Regions from separate parts of the Mus musculus genome. Here all the other regions are linked to region 6. Evidence: chromatin contacts called from public HiChIP or PLAC-seq and promoter capture Hi-C data. All regions are on one chromosome and are shown on one strand. The core of a region is the stretch at or near the end of the contact, and the rest is flanking DNA. Distances in the headings are between cores, read along the strand shown. Region 1 holds the start of Zfp746 (zinc finger protein 746). Region 2 holds the start of C530044C16Rik (RIKEN cDNA C530044C16 gene). Region 3 holds the start of Osbpl3 (oxysterol binding protein-like 3). Region 4 has its middle 2.7 kb from the start of Gm32328. Region 5 holds the start of Pdia4 (protein disulfide isomerase associated 4). Region 6 holds the start of Ccdc126 (coiled-coil domain containing 126). Region 7 holds the start of 5430402O13Rik (RIKEN cDNA 5430402O13 gene).

Region 1 (3,041 bases), core at 355-2,854, 1.2 Mb after region 6:
ACACATAAGTGGATGTGCTCACAGTCAGCTATTGGATGGATCACAGGGCCCCCAGTGGAGGAGCTAGAGAACGTATCCAAGGAGCTAAGGGGTTCTGCAACCCTATAGGTGCAACAACATTATGAACTAACCAGTACCCCGGAGCTCTTGACTCTAGCTGCATATGTATCAAAAGATGGCCTAGTCGGCCATCAGTGGAAAGAGAGGCCCATTGGACATGCAAACTTTATATGCCCCAGTACAGGGGAACGCCAGGGCCAAAAAGTGGGAGTGGGTGGGTATGGGGGACTTTTGGGATAGCATTGGAAATTTAATTGAGGGAAAATACCTAATAAAAATATTTTTTAAAAAAAGGATTCCCCTCTCTCAAATGACTATAGCTTGTGTTAACATAAAGTTAGCCAGCACAGTCAGGGAGCTGGGGAAGGAGGGTCAGTTATTAAGAGTAAGAACAAAACTTCAGTTCCCAGGTTGCTCCCAGAACCTGAGACCCCTGACCTCCTGCACACGCGTACACATATTTGCATACATATGTGTGCATATACATAATCAAAAATAAAAGTAAATCATAAAATAAATAACGAATGGCAACAACAAAAAGATCTCAGGCACTGGTCTTGCAGGCTCCTGCTAGGGGGTGGCATGGAAGGCAATTCTGAATGGCAATACATCTTCTTTGCCACACGGGGCTCCACACTAGGCTTCTGGAGAAATTTTACATTTTGACTTTTTTCTTCCTTTCCTTGTTATTAAAAAACAAAAATATGAATTGAAAAAAATTAGGGGTCTGGGGTCTACTGGCACTACGTTAATGGACATGCTTCCAAACCTACCTAAACTTTGTTAGACATAACCTTTTATATGAACACTGTATGAACATGAATAATACACATGATAACACACATCTTGTTATACATTTGTTACGCATTTTAACGCCAAAATGAAGTAGTTCCGGACTACTCTCGTTCAACATCTTTCCACGCTTACCTGATATATCACAAGAGGGCGTTGGATCTGCGGTAACTACAGCTTGTGGTGAGATGCTGGGAACTGAAACCCAGCCCTCTGCAAGAACAGCAAGTACTTTTAGCCGTTGAACTGTATCTCCAACTGCATTCAAAAAGATTTTAAACGATGGCATTTTAACCCATTTTTCATGTCATTAAAATGTTTATTATAGTATACATACTATAGAAACCCCACATTTTTTGTGTCATTAAAATGTTTATTATAACACACATACATAATCCTACAGAGAACCTACTGTGACTTATCAAGCCATATTTCTATTGTTGGAAGCATTCATTCCATTTCAAGGCAAAAATAGGCGTGCTACAGCTGGACAGCTGCGGAAGTGACCGTGCCGGGGTGCGCACTGCCTGCCGAGGCCGTACCCCCAAGTTTTATACCGCCAAACCAGGTGGCACATCGCTGGTGAGCACTGGCGCCGCGGGGGGCGTGGCGATATGCGGGGGCGTGGTCGGAGGTCGGGCCGAGGCGGGGCCTCGTGAGGAGGGCGGGGCCAAGCGCGGCGGCAAGCGGGTGCCGGCGCTGCCGTTCGCCGCTCGAGCTGCAGGTGGAGCTGTGCCGCCGCGCTGCCTCCAGGAAGCCTCACGGGCCTTCGTCGGCCTGGCCGCGGCACCGGCTCCCAGGATGCAGTGTGGAGCGGCCGGGCGCTGACGGCGGCGGTGCGGCTGCGGGCGGAGCGGCAGCAGGCCGGCCTGCGAGGAGCGCGGCGGGGAAGGTAGCGGCAGGCCCGGGCGGCGCTGCCGGCGGAGAGGACCCGGCAGCCGGGCCTGCGTGGGGCCGCGCGCCGCGGCGTCGACTTCCTTCGCGCCGAGCAGGACAGCGCAGGGCCATGGCCGAGGCGGCCGCGGCTCCGGTAAGGGCGGCCCGCGCGCTTGGCCTGCGCGGCCTCGGGCCCCGGAAGGCCGGGGCCCAGCACACTGTGCCGCAGGCCCCAGGAGGGCTTCCGGGCCAGACCGGGCCTGCGGGTCCTGTGGCTGCGGCGGGCGGCCGCGAGGTCCTCCGGGGCCTACCGGACCGGGTGGAGCCGAGCGCAGGGAACGGCCGTCCGCGCCCGGGAGGCCGACCTGCGCCAAGTTCCCGGTCTGCGCGTCCCCGGGCCGGGCTCCTTCCTCAGCGCCGGGCCGGTGCTTCCCTCTCCCAGCTCCCCCCAGCGGCCTGGTGGCACCTGGGAGGTGTCCGACGTCGATTCTGTAGACAGTGAGCACCCACTATGTGCCCAACCCTCCTCAGGCGGCACGCGAGGACTGCTCGTATTTGTCCAGCCAGGCTGGCGCTGCACTCAGCCCGGTTTAGGCATGATTTTGTCTGCACTGCAAACCTGTGGGGTAGTAACTATTATAGTTATTATTTCATACAAAAGAAAAGCTGAAGGCCCAACGAAGTTAACTTGCCAAGAATCTCAGCGAGAAAAGTGTGGGAAGACAGTGCTCTCACAGTTCAATGTCTGTAATAAGGAAAGCAGTCCAGGTACACGAGTAGCCTTATGGTCGAACAGAAAGAGGTCGTAGCCAACCTGGTGGAGGTTCGAATGCAGGTGCTTAGCAGACTCTGGTGCTCCTCCCGCCCAGCCAGGTAATCTGTGCTTCTGTGAGTTGAGTTAGCTAGGGTTTCTAGGGCTTGGGCAAAGAGAGGCAAGGGCCAGACACAGGACAGTGCAAAACTGGTCCACAAGCCTGGAGATATGGTTTTGGATATGAGGCTGCAGAAATGGAAGGGGCTGGGAAGGCCTGGGCTTCGTCATATGGGTAGGAAAGAGTTGAAGGAATTGGCATCAGTGACTCCGGTCTCAGAGTACTGGCTTCCCTAGCTGTTTGGCAATTGACTATCCCACCTTCGCTTTAAGTTAGCAAGGTGCTAGGCTTCAGTAGAGCACAACCCCTACTTCCAACTACACAGGTCAAAGACCATGGACCCCATTTAAAAAAAAAAATTAAACAAGAATGACATCAACAAGATAGATGTTTGTGCAAATGTCTTTGTGTAACACACAGATTGCAGCAGAGAGAATGGGT
Region 2 (2,778 bases), core at 224-2,723, 1.5 Mb before region 6:
CTCAACGTGTGTTTCATGGAATAACTGAATCCTATTAAACTGAGGTTTATTTTCACCTTAGAAGCTCTGATGAATAAAACGGAAGATGGAGCCATTTTCATCCAGTAAAACAAACCTTTACTGGAGAGGGGAGAAAAAGGAGAAAGAAACTAAAATGTCAGTTGCTGATGCGTCATTCACCCGCTGCTCAGTAAATAAACATAACATCTATTAGTTGTCATGGAAACACTTGGCCTGACTCTGAGCCTCAAAGCTCCACAATAAAGAAACCCTGATATTTGAAGCTCGACACAAACAACTCCTTTGGCATTTCTCATGAGCTCACCAGCGAGCATTTTCCTCCGTTGCCTTCCTTCCTGGGACATGAATGCATTTGTTTCGGAGAAAAGAGACAAGTATCTTAGAAACCCATCAAAAACATTTGAATGCAGTACCTTGGCCATCTCTGCTCTCGCCGCTCCTCCCCCCACCTCTCTCTTAACCTCTCTGCCTGAGAAGAATTTAAATGGCTTGTTTAGTCACTGCACATTGTGCTTCCTGTGCTCTGTGCTGCATGAAAGGGATTGATTGAAACATTTATAGTAACCGCGTGGGCAGGAGGAACCAGGTTTTCTGCTCAGCATGGAACACTGTTAGATACATAATAAGCAGCCACAATACAGGCGGTAGAGGAGTATCCCGCCATTGTCTCCTCTTCAGGAAAGAATTTTTCGTTAGTATAGACTTGATGTGCATTCCCAACACTCAGTAAGAGAGTGGCAGCTCAGATGTGTGAACACAGATAAAGGATGCTTAAGCCTCCATCCCCGCCCCCCGCCCCCAAGGTAACTAACTGGTCGCAGAAATACTGCTCAAAAAAGTCAGATGATGTTCCTATAGAGTGTTTTTTTCTTAATTCGTGGAATCTCTAGCACGTCACAAAGCAGGAATGGATGAGTTTAAAGGTTTCAGCTGAGCATCACTGAAGTGTCAGGGTCCCCATTGTTAATAATCAACTGGGAACAAGCCCCACCTCACATCTGAAAGCAAGTGCCACATCTGAAAGCAAATGCTCGAATATTCAGCATTTCTAAAGCCCAGGAGAGTTGACAAGCTGGGCATAAATCAGAGTGATTTAAATTCCCGATTCCCTGGCTTTGTTCTAAGGATGCCCCACACACATTTATCCCTAACATCACACTGACCTGGACCAGAGCTGAGGGCCTGAGTGGATTGCAGCAGCTACAGCCCCAAGTATCAGACAGGAATGGCGGTGTCTGCCTCCCTCCAGGCCTCAGAACAACTCCTTCTGAACACTTTGCGACGTTCCATTAAGTCTTCTGAAATGGGCGGAGGGCAGATTTTATTTATCCCGATATTCTAATGGGCCCTTTTCATCTTTGCATGTAACTATCTCTGGATCTTTTCAGCCCTCATTAATTCATCTCTGGATACTCACAATGCTTTCAGCAGCCCCACGATAAGGAACTAATTGAAGAAGGGACACCGAATGGCTTCTGAATGGATAGGGGTTGGTCTCAGCATCTCAAAATGAACTCAGATGGCCCTTGCATCAGAAAGCCAGAGTCACAGGACCCACTGGGCTTCAGCCATCCTGAACCAGAAATCCCTGGGAGATGGTTCCCAGTAGGGAATCTAGGGAAAACCTTCTTAGTGACTGAAAGGAGAGCCCAGGAATCCGCACTGTGTAGTCACAGGGCCAGGCACATGTAGAGACTACTTAACATTCGCAGCGCTGATTTGAATGTGCCATTTGTTATGTGTGTCTCCAGAGAAAAATAACTGTTCACGTTGTCATTTCCCTATGTTTTATAAGTTACATCTCAGTCAGATTTGTCCCTTGCTTGGCAGTGTTCTCCCTTCCAGGAGCTGGTTTGAAGAGCAGCCTGCCTTGCCTCTTGAGAGCTCTATGGAGGGTGCCAGGATGTCATGATGTCACATCATCAGCAGGAGCTGAGGATCGGGACTCAGATCTCCCCTCCCACACGGCCTTGACTTCATCTCCTTCTACACCGATGAGCTTCCTCATAGCTGGAGTTTTGGACACAAATTATTTGTCACATAGGTTCAACCTCCTGGATTCTCTAATGCTGCTGCATCACGGACAGAGGAAGGGAAAGAATTGGTGCATGCTTTTTGGATGGTTCCGAAACCTTTACAGTGGGGCTAGTGAGATGGCTCAGCAGTTAAAAGCACTGGCTGCTCTTCTAGAGGTCATGAGTTCAATTCCCAGCAACCAGCAACCACATGGTGGCTCACAACCATCTATAGGGGAATCTGATGCCCTCTTCAGGCAGGCAGATATGTATGCTATAGAGCACTCATACATTAAATAAATAAAATTAATGAGAGAGAGAGAGAGAGAGAGAGAGAGAGAGAGAGAGAGAGAGAGCGAGCGAGCTAGCTCCAGGGATTGGCTATAAATTCTCTGGGGCCATCCAGGTATGCAAACACTCCTGTCACCTCTCCATGCAAGAAAAGAGTTTCTTTTCTCTAGAAGTTTCCCTAGCAAATTAAGGAAAAGCAGAGTCAATTTCCATCAGAGCATGAAAGCATGGGAAACCTTTAAGCCATGGTACCATCAGCTAACCTTACCTCACTTCTGAGTGCGGCTTGCTTGGCACTGGCCTGGAACCAATCTAGAACCTTGTCATACGCTCCTGTCTGGATTGGTTGCCTAACATATACTCCATCTCTCAGCAAGGAGTCAAGTTGAATTTGTCCCACTTCCAGGTCTGGCTGGAATGTCAGCCTTCCCTAACATCCTTCCAGAACCCT
Region 3 (2,966 bases), core at 105-2,604, 1.1 Mb before region 6:
AAAAGTGAGTGTGACTCAGGCACCTGAGCTGGGCGTGGGCAAGGTGCCTCAGGCCTGCTCCTCGGTGCTCCTTCCGGTTTGGTGTAGTTTAGGAAGCCCTGCATCATTTATATAGGGATTGCCGAGTGCTAGGGCTCACAGCATCAAGAAAATCTGCTTTCTTCGTCAAACTTCCCCGGCCACCTGGCAGAGCCAAAGACAGTTCCAGAGAGTGTATCCGTGGAAGGTTCCAGAAAGTGAATATCCAAACCTAGTGAATGAAACATGGTTTATACAGATGTGAGAAAGAGCCTCAGAGACGTTCATACAGGGTCAGCCTGACAACGGTCAGCCGCTGGTGGAGGCATGTACTTGGCACTCTGGAACATCTAGAGTGTCAGCAGCTGAGCCAAAGGAGCCAACATGCCCAGTTCGGTGAGGCAGGCCAGATGGATCTTAAAGGGGTTAAATACATCTGCAGTTCCTAGTGCCCAGAAAGCGTTTCCTGAGCCTGAGAGCTGCTGAGTCCTTCCTGCTATGGGAGCCTATTTGAGAACCTCCTCCCAGAGGACTTCAGGGGCCTGAGCTTCTTCCATCACCCCTTCGGAGGCTCTCTGCATGGCGCTCTCTGTGCTAACAGTTCACCAATGTTTTCCTGATTATTCACATATATATATATATATATACTCTCTTTGGTTTATCGTCTGCGTCCTCTCTAAAATGTAGGTTCTGAGAGGGCAGAAACCCGGTGTGCCTTTACCGCAGGTGCAGGATCACATCTGTTCCTGGCATTCATCATTCCCTGCCCACCGGGCCACCTGCGGCGCTGGACTCATGTGCGGTTTGCAAATTGACCTCAAATTATCAGTGGCTGACATCCAAGCTAGGATTCTGGCAAGTGGGCGGTGAAGTCGGATGGGCCTGGACATCTAGCCAGATGCTCCTGCGTTTCGATCGCAAACTACACTGCATCTTCTTTCCTAACCTATGGACGGGAACTGTAACAACAACAACAACAACAACAACAACAACAACAACACCTTTCTCCCTTCCTGCCTCCTCTGTAACCCTATACCAATCTGGACAACTGCTTCTGGGGGCCAGGTCCCCAAAGTCCGAACCAGTTTCTAATATCTTGTGTCTAACCCTTGGCTCACCACATATTTCCCCCTTATTTATTCTCAGCTCTTTTCAGTGTTCAAGTGATTATTGTCCGTTGGACTACTTTAGTCCCCTGGAATCTTCTCCTTAAAACAGCTCCTTTCGCGCGAACCTCAACTTCCTCCTAAGTCATTCACTAAATATTTATTGAAAGCCTAAGGGGCACACACTACTCTAAGGATGCTGGGAGCCGCTGCCCCGCCCAGCCACACCTACCATCACTCTCCACCGCTCCACACGCCCTGAACCCTGGCTGGCGTCACGGAATCCGCCTGCAGCTTCCAAGTCCAACGCCTCACCGCCTTCCCCCGATGACTCCTGATTGGTGGGAGTGGGAGCCACTCTGCTGCCCCCCCTCCACCGCCCTTTTCACGTTATTCCGCCCAGTGGAGAACTCAGGCTCCTCCTCTTAGCTCCCTCCCCTCGCTCCAGCTCTTCAGCTAATTGCCCGGCAGCGCGCGCCCTAAAGTTCTAGGCGAAGTATTGAGAACTGGTCGCGGGGATCGCACACCGGCCAGTAGCAGGGGACCAGGGACCCCGGCACCAGGAGAGCTGGTGCACTGCGCGGGCTCTCGCCCACCATCTGTCTGCGAGCAGCGCTCGGCGCCCCAGTCTCCTGCGGCTGGTGCTGGAACTGCCGTCGGCTGAGACTTGCAGGGACCCGAGAAGCCCGGTTTGCGTCCTTCTCGGTCTGAAGCACGCACTGGGGAATCGAGAAGCGTCCCCAGCAGCGGAACACTTAGGTGAGCAACAGGGCGTCCGCCCGCCTGGGGTTGAGCTGTGGTGGAGGCCCCGAGAAGGCTCGGGGACGCAGCCATTCTCTATGGTTCAGACTGTGTCTGTGGTGGTCCCGGGAAGCCCGGGTCCACGGGGCAGCCCTGAGACTAGGAGGTCGTCTGTCGTGTAAGCGCCAGTTTTCTGGGAGGAAGCACTCTGGTGCTGCTCACCCTGGAGCTGTGCCCCTCGAGTTACAGCCTGGCGGGGATGGACCCGGAGAAGGAGCGGATCTCAGGAGCCTGCGTGCGGGTGCATGAGGATGCCGCGTAGAGGAGCTGTCCCGGCACAGCCTGGCGCTGTGACGGGCTGGAGGCACAGGAAACCTGCTTAATTCTGCCAGGAGGAAGGCTTTACTACACCCTCGAGCTTGGGGCCCTGCGGTGCAGGCACCTCGCTCTTCGGCCTCCCCAGTCAGGTCACACCGCTCCACAGTGTCTGCACTGGGACCGAGAGCACCCTTCCCTTGGGGCTTCAAGCACTCAGCGGGTGATTGGTGCCTCTGGCGTCTCCCGTGGCATTGTCTTGTGTCCTTCAGACACTTCTTAACCAGCCGCGCGCCTCCCAGACTGTTGGAGCTGAGAGGGACATAAAGTTGTCTCTCACCTTGTGTCAGGGAACGGGGCTGGGGCATTGGAGTCCCCTCCGATGTCGCAGTGCCCTAGGAATCTGATTACTTGATGAGATCGTTTGGGTAGTGTATTTTATTTACACTGTAGCTGCAGAAGATGGTTTCAGAGATAGGTAAGCATAGCTCTGACTTTGGGTCATCCACACTCAACACTCTAAGCATCATACAAGGTGAGGACCTCCTTTTGGCCTCCAGAAACCTTCAGACAGATTGCAGTGCATCCAGGCTAAATGTCCATTCTGTCCATCAACTCCACACTGCCCTGTTTGCAGCTCTTCACAGAGCCTAAAGCTGTCTGGAATCATCTGCTTGTTTTTCCATCTGCCAGCCTTCTTCCGCTGCTAGGATGCGAAGTCCTGGGAAAGCAGAGACCAGGTCCTATTTCTCGGTCGGTCCATCCTCAGTGTGGAGAAGGCAGCTC
Region 4 (2,981 bases), core at 363-2,862, 1.8 Mb before region 6:
CTGTAGGTTCAGACCTACAGGTCAGTGGAATTTGGTGGCTGTCGTGAAGTTCCACGTGTTACCGCCAGATGGCATAAGGCTCATCTTTTCTTTGCCTCTCAGCACTCTCCCCAAATTCTGCAAGTAATTTAGAAAAATTAATAACCAAACAGTTTTATATTTTATAACCGAGTGAAGTGGGACACCCTTGTACTATTAGAAAGCTACATATTACGAAAATCAGTTTGTTGGTTGTTGCTTTAATGGGAAGCTTCCTCTTGAGACTTTTGCCCAGTCAAGTTTTAGAGTAAACTACACATTCAGTGTTTGCAAAAACTTTTCCTTAAAGGGAACTGGGCGGCCATAAGGGATCGAGGCGGCCGCGCTTCGGGAGTGTCATTTTCGGTTTTTTAGGAATTAAAGTGAAATTAAAGTTGGAGGGGAAAGCTTAATTTTCCAACGACCACTCTTCCTTTCCCCAGATGCCTGCCTGGTCGCAGCCCGGGAGCCGAAGGTTGCGTTGCTGCTTTCGGACACATTTGCAGTTAACACACCCGGCTCTTTCAGCGATTCGTGTTGGGACCTCGGTCACAGGAAGGACTTTCTGTGCTTTAGTATCGTTTCTAGGGCAGCGCTTTTGTTTTGCCAACTCCAGCGGAAGACACGAGGATGAAACCCCGGGAAAGCTTTATCTCTGGCACCTCCAGTGTATATGTTTTTCTCTTTGGACTTATCAGGAAGAGAGGTGTTCGTGCGACCACAACCCCAAGGCCAGACTAAGAGCTAATGGTATTTTCAGAGGGGAGAAGGGAAGAAAGAAAAGAAAATCAAGTTGACAGGCGAGCTCTGCAGTTTCCACGAACATATTACGGGTTGACCACGCGGCCTCTTCACCCACCCACAAAAACCCCTGTACTCCGCTTTGGATCACTATACCTAATAGTCATGAAATTTAAAATCGTACCCAGTCTTCAAAAAATAACTCTGAAAAAGGCATATTTATTACTTTAAAAAAAATCACTCAGAATCCAGCCACGAGGCCCTCGTCCTACAAAATAGCGATTCATAGGCTTGTTACTTTGGGTTTCCCGTCTGCTGAATTTTATTTAGAAGCCAGTGATTAGAGTGGTTTCTCTAGTCCTCTCTCCTGCGGCCCCCTAACTGAGTTTACTTTACACCCTATCTCTGGATCCCGAACCTGCGTTACTTCAGCTCTGGTGCCTAAGAGTCAACTTCACAAACTGCAGGGGACAGACAGGAGGGCCTAACACTATCTTTGAGTTAGAATTACTTCTCCAGAAGTCCCAATCTTAAGTTTCTTATTTTTTACTGCCTATAAACTTATTGGCCTTTTATCTTCCGAAACAAAACACACTTAGAAACTTAAGTAAGAATTTTTGGGTACGCATAGTTCCCTTTTATGGGGTGGATGGAATTGAGTTTTTTTCAGTGCTTTAAGGAAAAAAAAAAAGCGTCTTTAAACAAACGGAGAAGGGTCCTGGAGGAGGACTATGGGGCCAGCTGCCCTTCCTAACTTCTCAGTCTGAGACTTTGGCATCTTCCGGGCAAGCGTGGGTTCAGGGCTTGCGGGGCAGATTGGCTGGCAGTTCCGTAAACCCAGGCTGGATGGAAGGCCGCAGTGCCCCCGGGCCCCAGAGCGGGTTTCATTTCTGCAGGGACCTCACCGGCGTCCCGCCGGGCGCTGTAAATCAGCCTTTCCTTGCTAGGAGCGCGGGGATGAGCACCGGCTCTCACCCTACGCCGCCTCCGGGGTCCATCAATCAAGCTCTCCCGCCCCAGCCTGAGTGCCGCCCGGGGCGCCTGCTTTGTGTCAGCCTGCAGCGGGCCTGGGTGGGGCGCCCCAGGGTTCGCAAGGGTCTGGAACACCCCTCAGTTTTTCCCACCCCGGGACGTGGTGACTGGAACCGTGATCTCTAATCTACAGAGCGAGTCCCCTCCTTTGCTGACGCCCCAATCCTTCCCCACTTCGTGTGATCCCTTCAACAATGTCACCCCAGAAGGGGCGAGGAGGATTCGTCACTAGCAACTTGATTTCCCCAGCAAATCCCGTTTCTGGACCTCAGTTTCTTGACTGTAAAACGATAGTTCCTTCTTCCTTCCTTCCTTCCTTCCTTCCTTCCTCCCTTCCTTCCTTCCTTCCTTCCTTCCTATCATCTACCATCAATCATTTATCCATTTTTATCTAGTTCCAGTGTTCTTTTGTTTGTGGAGAAGCATGAGCCTTTTGCCCTATACAATTTTTAAAAAAATTCCTTTCCTTCCGCTCAGATCTTCCCTCAGTGTCGTGCGCCTCACTCCACCCCTCCCTGCTCCCTGTTCTTTACAACTTACTGGGCACCAGACCATTGCAAAAAGCAACTCCATCCCTCAAGACACAGACCAGAACCTTGGGGAACTGAGCCCCGACCCGCCCTATTCCTTCTGGAGAGGCCACCAGGGGGCGACGCAGACCAAGAATAGAACAACAAGGAGCCACGTGTCTTTCTCCCAAAAATATTGTCAGGCTGGGCCTTGAACACTTTTCTTAGCTTCCCTATAGTGATTTCTTTTGCCATTTCCATTTGATCCTCGGCGCTCATACTAAATGGCTGTAGTCTGGGTACGTGGGGGAAGAAGGGTCACAAGCATAAGGAAGAGCAGCGGATGTCCAAGTGACAGAACACAGGAAATGTGCCAAATGCTAATCTTAAGCACCAAACTTTGATTCTTAGACTACGAAGGTCACACAATTTAGTGGGGTCTGGGCTGGAACCATCAGACTACAAAACTGAGGTGGAAAGCACACTCATGCATCCCTTCCTACTTTTTGGTTCTGTTTGTTTGTTTGTTTGTTTGTTTTTGTTTTTGTTTTGTTTGTTTGTTTGTTTGTTCCGAGACAGGGTTTTTCTGTATAGCCCCGGCTATCCTGGAACTCACTTTGTAGACCAGGCTGGCCACAAACTCAGAAATCCGCCTGCCTCTGCCTCCCAAGTGCTGGGACT
Region 5 (3,173 bases), core at 422-2,921, 1.5 Mb after region 6:
ACCACCACCACTACCACCAATAACAAAACCAAAAAGCAAAATCAAACAAACATAAAACCAAACAAGACCCCAAAAAACAAACAACAAACAAAACAAACACACGTGAGAGTCTAGAGCACCCACTTTTTAGCTCCAGAAAATCTGATGCCCTCTTCTGACCTCTGAATACATCAGGCATGTATATACACATAAACACTCTTACAGATAAAATAATAAAAGTTAAAAGAAATGGAGCTATTTTTGTTTTATGTTGGAGGAGAGGTCATAGGTTTGTGTGTATCTGGTTTTGTTTGTTTTGAGACGAGGCATTACTCTCTTGTCCAGTTTAGCTTTGAATTTCTGGGCTAAAATGATCTGCTTTAGACTCCAAAGTAGTTGAAACTACAGAAAAGAATTATATCAGAATAATAAAAAAGGTAGAACCATCACTGAGTTCTACAGAAAACACAAGAGACTGCAGTAATCTCTTGTGGTTTAACCTAGATAGAATCAATCATAAACCTCATGAATCCAGAGCATGTAGGTTGTGTGCCTGTCTAGTCTTAATTTAGTTTTCAAAACATATAATCTGAACTTCTGGCTGTGGACATGCATGCAGGAATTGTCACAGATACACTAGTAGATAGACAATCCCAATGGACTACTTCTCTAGAGAGAGATCTGCAGGAGTAAAGGAAAACACATATTCAAATTGGCCTAGGAACCTAGCCTAATAGTGCTAAAATGACAACCCAGGGGAGTAGTGATAAATACAGCTCATTTTCTCCTCCTGTATACATCAGAAAATATTGCAGGACTCTCTAAGATTTATTTATTTAGCCTCATTTGTCTTCTACGTCATATCATATGTTAATCCACAGGTGCTAACCCTAATGCCAGTACAGCTTTCTTTTCTGACATGCAAACCTAGTTTCTTTTCCAAAACACTCACGGTTATTTCTAGATCTAAATCACTAGATTGGTTATCTCTCTCTCTCTCTTCAGAAAAATCATAATACAAGGCAACGTTCAGACAAGACTCTGACTTATAGACTTAGTCATGGAGTCCAAGTTGTAATTTTTCTTTTCTTTCTTTCTTTCTTTCTTTCCTTTCTTTCTTTTTTTTTTTTTTTTGCGACAGGATATCACTAAAAGTCATGGGTCTCTGCCTCCACAGACCTGGAGTCAGCCCACCCAGCTCTGAAACAACTAATCTATTTCATATACCTCTCCGAACCTAGTATCTAGGAAAGAAACTCAAACTTTTATATGCTCAACAGAAAAAACAAGAAGCCAAAGAACAGGGGAACAGAGGCGGGATCTCTGATCTCACTTTTTCCCAAAAGTTCTGTCCTCTTTAGTTTCCTGCACAAGGACAGCCTCAGACGGACGAGCCTACACATGCACCCCACCATTTCCTTGAGTTTCTTACACGTGTTCTTCCTGCCAAGCTTGGCCAAAGGGAGCTGACCTCCCAACCAATCCCTCCCCTCGGAGTGCTCAAGCCCCGCCTCCCTGTGCAGGGCTGGTTGCCTTTGTTCTCCCCCGCACTCTTTCCGGACCTGGGCGCTCCAAGCAAACCGAGTGGCAGCCCGTGATTGGTGGTCGCGGCACAGCCAATCAGAAGGGGGCACCTCACACTAGGGCTCGGAGTTTTAAACGCGGAGCTGAGGGGCGCGCCCGCGCGGAGGGCTCAGGCAGCGGGGCGGGGCGGTGTAGGCGGGGCGCCACGGCTCTCGCCCTGATTCGTGCGGGGATTGGACGGGCCGCGGCTTCCTTACCTCCAACCAATCACCGGCCTGAACTTCCTGGAGGCTTTGGTGCGCTCCGGCGTCGCTCGGGAGGTCGGCGAGTGCTCTGCGGTGGCCGGTGTCTGCAGGCCCAGCTCTGCACCCAATCATGAAGCTCCGGAAAGCTTGGCTGTTGGTCCTGCTCTTGGCGCTGACACAGCTGCTGGCTGCTGCGAGCGCCGGAGATGCACACGAAGGTGAGCGGGAGGGCGGGTCGGAGGAGCAGCTCGCGTGGGTTGCAAACCTTGCTGGGGCCTGACAGGGTGCTTCGCTCACACCCCTGCGGAATTAGTGACCCGGTAGCAACGAACTTAATGGAGTTTCAGTGTAGGGCCGAATCTAGGGGTGTGGGCCTCTTTAGTTCCTACCTGAGACTAGGACACGGAGGGACGTGCCGAGTGCCTGGTTCGCAGCTCGTCTCTTTACCCTCACTACTGAGATTTGCCCCTTTGTTGAGTAAAATTTTCTGGAGAATACTCTCGTTTCCAAAACCGGTTTTAGAAAACGGAGGCGGGATGGCCGCTAGTAGGACCTGGAAGAGGCAGTCGCAGATACTGGGCATCTATATCAAGAAGTAGAAATAACTCAGGCTTTGTTTTCGTCTTTTATGGAAACTGGAGCTGCCGTATACAAGCATTTTATTCAGCGCCTTTTTTTGCCAGTCGCTGCACTGTGTTTTGAAAGTCGAGGCTGGTGGTGCATGTATTCTAGTAGGAACAGTATGTGTAACTCATAGACGTTATGCCCGCACCCTTTCTTCGAAATCCTCTACCGAAAACATAAAAACTTTGAAAATAGGAAGTACTAGTTAACGTTGTTCCTAGAGAACGGGTCTGATCGACACCTTTCCCTTCTAACCACTAACTTGTTGCCTACTAGGTTTAGTCTAATATAAACAAACCCCATTTTTAAAGTTTAGTGTGGAGGGGGAATGTGAACTTTATACTCCTAGGTTGAGTAAGATTCCTGTGGATCATTGATTTATGAGTCTTTGCCCAGGTAGGAAAGAGTAGAAATGAAGAGACTGCTGAAAGGGGCCAACTATCCGTCCTACCTATGAGTATATCTTGGCACTTTTGTCCAAACTGACTGAGGGCTCATTTCTTATAGAGACCCAAAATACATTGAAACAGAAAGAGGGCAGAGTCTTCATTTTAAGCAAATTTTTCACTTTTCAAAGCAGAATAGGCTTTGTGGGGGACACATGAAAGTTTGAGAACCAGTGTAGTTTGGTGTATGCTTTAAGAACGTGTTAAAAACTACACGGTTGTGAGACAGTGGTCAGTTTTAGGGTGATGTATGTTTGTTTGTTCAAGATGGGGGTCTCATTATGTAGCTTGGAGCTCATCATGTAGACCAGGCTGGCCTTGAGCTCAAGAGCTCTGCCTGCCTCTGGGCAGGGGT
Region 6 (2,901 bases), core at 69-2,568:
GTAAAAACAACTGACAGAACCTGAACACGTTGAAGTCGTTCCTGATCAGATTTACTGCATTCACTCAATGTGTCTCCAGACAAAAACTATAACCTGGGAACAGAAATCCTAAGTGGGTGTCAGGTGATGGTGGCGCACACCTTTAATCCCAGCACTAGGGAGGCGGAGGCAGGAGGATCTCTTGAGTTTGAGGCCAGCCTGGTCACGAATAAATGCGTAAGGGGATTTATAGTTTTCTGGTCTACTGAGTGAGTTCCAGGACAGCCAGGGCTACACAGAGAAATCCTGTCTAGAAAATGAGAGAAGGGGAGTGGGGAGGAGAGAAACGACTGAACCATTAGAAACAGTACAGAAAGTTGACATAGGGCAAAGCTGCAAAGGATCTGACGGACAAAGCCTTTAATCTCCTTTTAAGGGTTTCCTATGGGACCAGGCTAGGGAGGTGGGGGAGGTGAGTCCTTGTACAGTTATATACAGAGCTGATCCCCAGGAAAGCAGAGTCATCAATTTCCTTAGAACATTCTCAGCCATCTTAAAGGGGCGGAAATTAAGAAGCCAGCATATCTTAAGGAATTCTCTGCATGTAAGAAGTAAAAATATAAACTGAACACACAACCTAGTGATTAACCAAAAGTCCACACACTTCGAATCACATTCAAAACATCTTTTCATCAAATGAAAAACTCAAGGTGTAATAGCTTATTATCCATAAATCTAACAACTTAAAACTGTATGAGATCTCCATCTGCTGGATGAAACACATCGGCTTGGAGCCATTGCTTAGCCTGAATGAAGCAGCAGGCAGAGGGACGCCAGGGGTTCGAATCCTGGCTGCCTGGCCATTCAATTGCCACCGCCTGTACCTACAGCAGATAAAGTTCCTCCCCAGCCTCCCAGGAGAAGAGTTTGGCAGGTTTAATGGGCATTTCACGTCCTTCTCCTAACGAGAGAATTGAGCTGTCAAGAGTGGAGCACAAATGAGCGCGGCCGCAGAGACTGCCCATCCCCGCAGAGCACCGCGGAGCCCGGCCCGGCGGTCGAGGCTGTCAAAGTAGCAAAGCCGGGGCCGCAGGGACACCGCCTCCCGCCTCCCCAATCTCCTCCGTCTGACCTGGCCTGCTGGTTTCCTTTCAATCACGCGGGCCGCCGCCGCGGGGCTCACAAACTGGAAGTACAGCCACAGCCCGCCACGGGAGGGCGTTAGCGGCGCCGCAACAGCCTGCGGGCCAGGACGGAGGTAGGACCGAGAGCGCTCGGCACCCGGGGACGCTACTCCCGGTTTCCGCTCCGCCTCCCGGCCACCCTTCCCCCATTCTCCGGCCAGGGCCTACTGCGCGCGGCATTGTGGGGAATGTAGTCCCGCCTTGCGGAGAGACAGCACGTGCTGTTGGCCCAGGGGCTCAGGGCGACGCGGTTGCTTAGCAACTAAGAGGCGCAGCAGCTGCATTGCTACTAGAGAAAACTCAGCACCCTATTCGCCACTAGTGGTGAAGCATCCTACTATCTACCTTCCACTAGAAAAGAAACCCCTAATGCTGTTGTCTGACACTAGAGGGCATCCTAGTGTTGGAGAGTCCAATGTCCCCATGGTGCTCCTGAAGGTCCTCACTCAGGGAAATAGGATAAAAAAATAACTAAAAGGACTAAAGACTAATAGAAACAAACTATCCTTTTCTGAGGACTGGAGACCTAGCTCAAAAGTTCAGACAGTTTGCTGAGGGACCAGAAGACCAGAGTTCAATTACCAGCTCCCACATCAAGAGGTTCATAATCTCTTGGAACTCCAGCTCCAAGGGATCCCATCTGCTTCTGGCCTCTGCAGACCTCAGCACACTCACACACAATTACATGAATACAAATAAAGTGTTTTAAAGATATTCTTGTCACGGATGGTATAAATATGTATACACATGACAAATACAAAACAACTTGTAGACAAATTATTACAATTAATAAGAGTTTAACAAAGTTAATACATTTTTAAAAAATCAAGTACTTCGGGACTTGGTATGCAGCTTAGTGGTAGAACACTTGGCTAGCATGAATATGGCCCTGATTAAATGCTCAGCACACACAAAATTACACGTTAAAAAGTCAAATTGGGCTGGAAAGATGGCTGAGCCCTTGTGCTTAGAGAGCACTCGGGTTTAGTTTCCAGAATCCACATGGTGGCTCACAACCATCTGTCACCCCATTTCTGGATATCTGACAGTCTTCCTCTGGCCTCACCAGGAATACAGTTGGTACACTAAGGTATATGCAAGCAAAATACCAATACTCATAAAATTCTCTCTCCCTCTGTCTCTCTCTATCTGTGTGTGTATATGTCTCTGTGTGTGCCTCTCTCTGTGTGCCTCTCTGTGTGCATCTCTCTCTCTGTGTCTCTGTGTGTGTCTCTGTGTGTCTCTCTCTCTGTGTCTCTGTGTCTTTCTCTGTGTGTTTCTCTCTCTCTCTCTCTCTGTCGCTCTTTCACACATACATACACACACACACACACACACACACACACACACACACACACCAAACAAAACAGGAGGACCTGGAAATCAAATGCAGCCTGGGAAAGACAGTTTTAACAGCAACAAACAAAAGACAAGCCTTAAGAGTGGAATGAGACCCTTGAAATATATAAATCAAGAAAGGCCTTGTACTCAGAATGTACAAAGAATTTTAATCACAAGAAAAAGAATCAAGGGCAAAACAAAGTGTTCCATCTGTAGAACACCAGCACATGTAGGGGTTTATTAATACCTTGTATGAGGATAGTTTGATCCTCCACGTCACAGTAGAAGGAGGGGAGGAGAAGGAAAGGGGGATCCAACCAGGGCCCTAACTAAGGAGAAAAAAAACCCATGTAACCAATGCACAAAATGGGATAATCTGGACACAAATGTTCTGTGC
Region 7 (2,899 bases), core at 21-2,520, 1.2 Mb before region 6:
AGCTAGGACAGTTTAATAACAATGAAAATACATCAGACCTCCTTATCTATGGTTCCCATATCCATGTCTTCAGAAATCAGCAGATCACATCACATACTATGTAGTTAGGCTTACAATATTCTCACCAATACAGAATGACTAGCGTTTTTGTCATTTTCCCTAAGTGACACCATACAGCACTGCATTTGGCAGTATAAGTTATAATCTAGAAATTATTTAAATATTGGGGAGATTGTGTAGATTATATACAAATATTACATCATTTCATGTGAAGGACTTAAACACCCATGGAATTCTGTATGGGTTCTGGGGATTGTTCTGGAATCAACTATCCCTGGGAATACCTAACAACTATACTCACACAAACTGACATCTTTGAGCAGATAGGACCAGTGGCTGGAAAGAGATCTATTGAGACTTTAGACCAGCCTTCTAACATCTCATGTTAATCTGATGGCGGAAGGAAAAGTGGTAGAATATAAACAAGCTCAACCAGAATATGTGAGTTCATACTGAGAAGGGCCCGGCACACACCAGGCATCTATAAACACACGATAAACTATGTCAAGGCTAGACAGAACATAGGGAATGGACCGACATTCATCTGAATTTGGGAGAGGGGAGTAATGAAGAAAACGTCCAGTGGCAGAATTTAAAGTGTCTGTGAGTTCGTTTTGAAGTACACCAGGAAAGTATGCTAAGGAGACTTCCATTTCCAATATGGTCAGAAGGGATGCCAAGTCTAGCGGATTCCCGGGAATCCTCTACTCAGGCGAATCCTGCTTCTCCCTTAAAGCTTGCCTGCACACCCTCCTCGTTTTCTACAAACACTAGGGGAAGAAAACAGGGACTCTGGGTAAGATGTGATCCTGTCTGCCACTTGTGCGTACCTTCCCCAGCTTTGAGGCTCTCACTGGGAGAGCAGGAAGATGGTTTAACAGAGTAAAGGTCACCAGCAGGCGTCCACTGCGAGGCCAGTGCAGTTGCGCCAGCCAGGAAGCCTTGACCAAGCCTGGGTAAAGGTCGCCAGCACACCGGCCGGCAGTCTCAGCACTCCCCGTGGGCGGAGGCCGAAGGAGTCCTAGGGCCGGGCGTTACCTGAGCCGAGCCACACCCGGATCCCAAGGGAGCATCGGCCCCGCTACTTGCCCTCGCCATCTCGCAGGCCAGAGGGTGACGTCACGCACGTCCACGCCTTACGTCCTAAGGCCTGTCGTAAGTGTCGGGCAAACGAGGCCTCTGAAGGAAGGGCGCCCTCTGGGCACATCCTACCATGCTAGCTCGCATGCGCGCGCACAAACCTGTCCTGGAGCCAATGAGGTGCGGTTACGTCACGGCGCAGCAGACGGCGCTACCGCACGTCGGGCCGCGGACGGGCGGAACAAGTGTGGTTGCACCGACACCGGTACATAGGCGCGGGCCGGCGTGTCCTTGGGCTAGAGCGCGGGACGTCTGTCTTCGAGTCCGAACGTTCGTGGTGTTGACCAGCCCGGAACGGTGAGCGCGCGACGGGGATGCGGACCGGGAACGGGGCGAGGAGGCCGGGGCAGGCCTAACCTACAAAGCCATGCAGAACTGTGGCACGGCTGGAGGCGGCGTGGGTGTAGGACCGGGGCCCGGAGTTCTAGAAGGAACTCGCCCGCCGCCCCTTCTGAGAGCAGAAGCTGCTGTTCCTTCAGGACTGGGCCAGTTCTTTTCCTGATTAAGCATCTGGGAGGGTGGGTTTGTAAAGTCGTAGTCACCCCTGGGATCTCAACGTGAGAGTGAGACGGTTCCTTCCCCAGTCCTCCCTCGCCTTCCCGTGCCGGACTAAAGCAAGAGAGAAGAGACTTAACCTCCTAATGAGACCGGAGCAGGCGGAAGCACTTAGGATCACCCCCAGCCTCCCTTATCTTTGGAAGTGACTTTAATCGGCAGCACTGACAGCAGTTTAGCATTCTGAAATGTTAAGAGTTGTAGTGGTTTTGCTTTAATGAGTCCGGTTTCATATTTGTGACTTTTTGACCTTGCCTTCTTCGGAAACTGGGGTTTGAGCTGTGGGTTTCCATTTCCCTTGGCATGGACCTGTCTTGAGCACAGACTTGCTTTAAAGGAGAGTCTCCTAGGTGATGTATTTGCTATTGAAGAATATTGCAAGTGGACTGAGTTAGCACCCTGCCTGGTGTTAAGAGGACATAAGAATAGCGGTTTGAATGGTCATTGGGATCCGTAGTACGTTTTACTGTTGGATCTTTTCCCTTTTAGAATTAAAAATGGGTGATGTTGAAAAAGGCAAGAAGATTTTTGTTCAGAAGTGTGCCCAGTGCCACACTGTGGAAAAGGGAGGCAAGCATAAGACTGGACCAAATCTCCACGGTCTGTTCGGGCGGAAGACAGGCCAGGCTGCTGGATTCTCTTACACAGATGCCAACAAGAACAAAGGTAACGGGGGGAGCTGCTGTCAGCCACAGCACAGGTTGCTTGGGTTAACCAGTGCAGAATTACCAGGTGTGTAAAACACTTAACCTCTGCATCTCTTTCTGTTTAGGCATCACCTGGGGAGAGGATACCCTGATGGAGTATTTGGAGAATCCCAAAAAGTACATCCCTGGAACAAAAATGATCTTCGCTGGAATTAAGAAGAAGGGAGAAAGGGCAGACCTAATAGCTTATCTTAAAAAGGCTACTAATGAGTAATTCCACTGCCTTATTTATTACAAAACAAATGTCTCATGGCTTTTAATGTACACCATAATTTAATTCACACACCAAATTCAGATCATGAATGGCTAGCAATGTTTTTGTTGGACAGTCCTGATTTAAGTAAAACTGACTTGTCATAAAGTGGGTACGGTCTTTATTAAAGCAACAGTTCCAGTTGTATACATGCTACCACGGCTCTCCCTTTCTCAAGATAAGA

Evidence for each region. Promoter capture Hi-C pulls out the DNA fragments that hold promoters and counts their contacts. HiChIP or PLAC-seq counts read pairs in DNA pulled down with a chosen protein or histone mark.
Region 1: a contact with region 6 is called in a promoter capture Hi-C map of liver, with 2.8 times the contacts expected there. The contact joins the promoter of Zfp746 here to the promoter of Ccdc126 in region 6. A contact is called at or near these places in 3 of 39 promoter capture datasets (hippocampal neurons, liver and pre-B cells), 1 of 115 datasets of contacts at active chromatin or transcription factors (pancreatic cancer cells) and 2 of 9 other capture datasets (adipose tissue and embryonic stem cells).
Region 2: a contact with region 6 is called in a promoter capture Hi-C map of hippocampal neurons, with 5 times the contacts expected there. The contact joins the promoter of C530044C16Rik here to the promoter of Ccdc126 in region 6. A contact is called at or near these places in 1 of 39 promoter capture datasets (hippocampal neurons) and 1 of 115 datasets of contacts at active chromatin or transcription factors (pancreatic cancer cells).
Region 3: an H3K27ac HiChIP or PLAC-seq map of embryonic stem cells shows a contact between it and region 6, with 3 times the contacts expected there. The contact joins the promoter of Osbpl3 here to the promoter of Ccdc126 in region 6. A contact is called at or near these places in 3 of 39 promoter capture datasets (hippocampal neurons, liver and pre-B cells), 3 of 115 datasets of contacts at active chromatin or transcription factors (astrocytes, embryonic stem cells and pancreatic cancer cells) and 1 of 9 other capture datasets (embryonic stem cells).
Region 4: a contact with region 6 is called in an H3K27ac HiChIP or PLAC-seq map of microglia, with 7 times the contacts expected there. The contact joins the enhancer-like site here to the promoter of Ccdc126 in region 6. A contact is called at or near these places in 2 of 39 promoter capture datasets (hippocampal neurons and liver), 1 of 484 Hi-C or Micro-C datasets (muscle stem cells), 2 of 115 datasets of contacts at active chromatin or transcription factors (microglia and pancreatic cancer cells) and 1 of 9 other capture datasets (adipose tissue).
Region 5: a contact with region 6 is called in a promoter capture Hi-C map of pre-B cells. The contact joins the promoter of Pdia4 here to the promoter of Ccdc126 in region 6. A contact is called at or near these places in 2 of 39 promoter capture datasets (embryonic stem cells and pre-B cells).
Region 7: a contact with region 6 is called in a promoter capture Hi-C map of pre-B cells, with 8 times the contacts expected there. The contact joins the promoter of 5430402O13Rik here to the promoter of Ccdc126 in region 6. A contact is called at or near these places in 14 of 39 promoter capture datasets (the 3T3-L1 cell line, the C10 cell line, the HPC-7 cell line and 8 more), 3 of 115 datasets of contacts at active chromatin or transcription factors (astrocytes, pancreatic cancer cells and thymic regulatory T cells) and 2 of 9 other capture datasets (adipose tissue and liver).

Annotation. Positions count from the first base shown.
Region 1 is chr6:48,085,156-48,088,196 of GRCm38.p6, reverse strand. Zfp746 (zinc finger protein 746) reads left to right here and starts at 1,604. Exons shown (of 7, transcript NM_001163475.1): 1 at 1,604-1,882. The coding sequence starts at 1,859.
Region 2 is chr6:50,774,810-50,777,587 of GRCm38.p6, reverse strand. It overlaps C530044C16Rik (RIKEN cDNA C530044C16 gene), which reads right to left and starts at 1,473. Exons shown (of 5, transcript NR_045984.1): 1 at 1,439-1,473; 2 at 1,185-1,319.
Region 3 is chr6:50,454,742-50,457,707 of GRCm38.p6, reverse strand. It overlaps Osbpl3 (oxysterol binding protein-like 3), which reads left to right and starts at 1,354. Exons shown (of 24, transcript NM_001347213.1): 1 at 1,354-1,883.
Region 4 is chr6:51,167,697-51,170,677 of GRCm38.p6, reverse strand. No RefSeq gene overlaps it. Among named protein-coding and RNA genes, the nearest start is that of Gm32328, 2.7 kb to the right of the region's middle. Within about 2 kb of position 1,612, at least 84 of the 459 cell types and tissues checked have an H3K27ac peak or open chromatin away from gene starts, as enhancers often do. A contact at or near this core is called in adipose tissue, microglia and muscle stem cells, where this site is marked.
Region 5 is chr6:47,812,010-47,815,182 of GRCm38.p6, reverse strand. Pdia4 (protein disulfide isomerase associated 4) reads left to right here and starts at 1,671. Exons shown (of 10, transcript NM_009787.2): 1 at 1,671-1,966. The coding sequence starts at 1,879.
Region 6 is chr6:49,317,691-49,320,591 of GRCm38.p6, reverse strand. Ccdc126 (coiled-coil domain containing 126) reads right to left here and starts at 1,318. Exons shown (of 3, transcript NM_175098.6): 1 at 1,112-1,318.
Region 7 is chr6:50,565,014-50,567,912 of GRCm38.p6, reverse strand. 5430402O13Rik (RIKEN cDNA 5430402O13 gene) reads right to left here and starts at 1,270. Exons shown (of 3, transcript NR_027892.1): 1 at 891-1,270. It overlaps Cycs (cytochrome c, somatic), which reads left to right and starts at 1,344. Exons shown (of 3, transcript NM_007808.5): 1 at 1,344-1,497; 2 at 2,245-2,421; 3 at 2,528-2,899. The coding sequence starts at 2,253. The coding sequence ends at 2,676.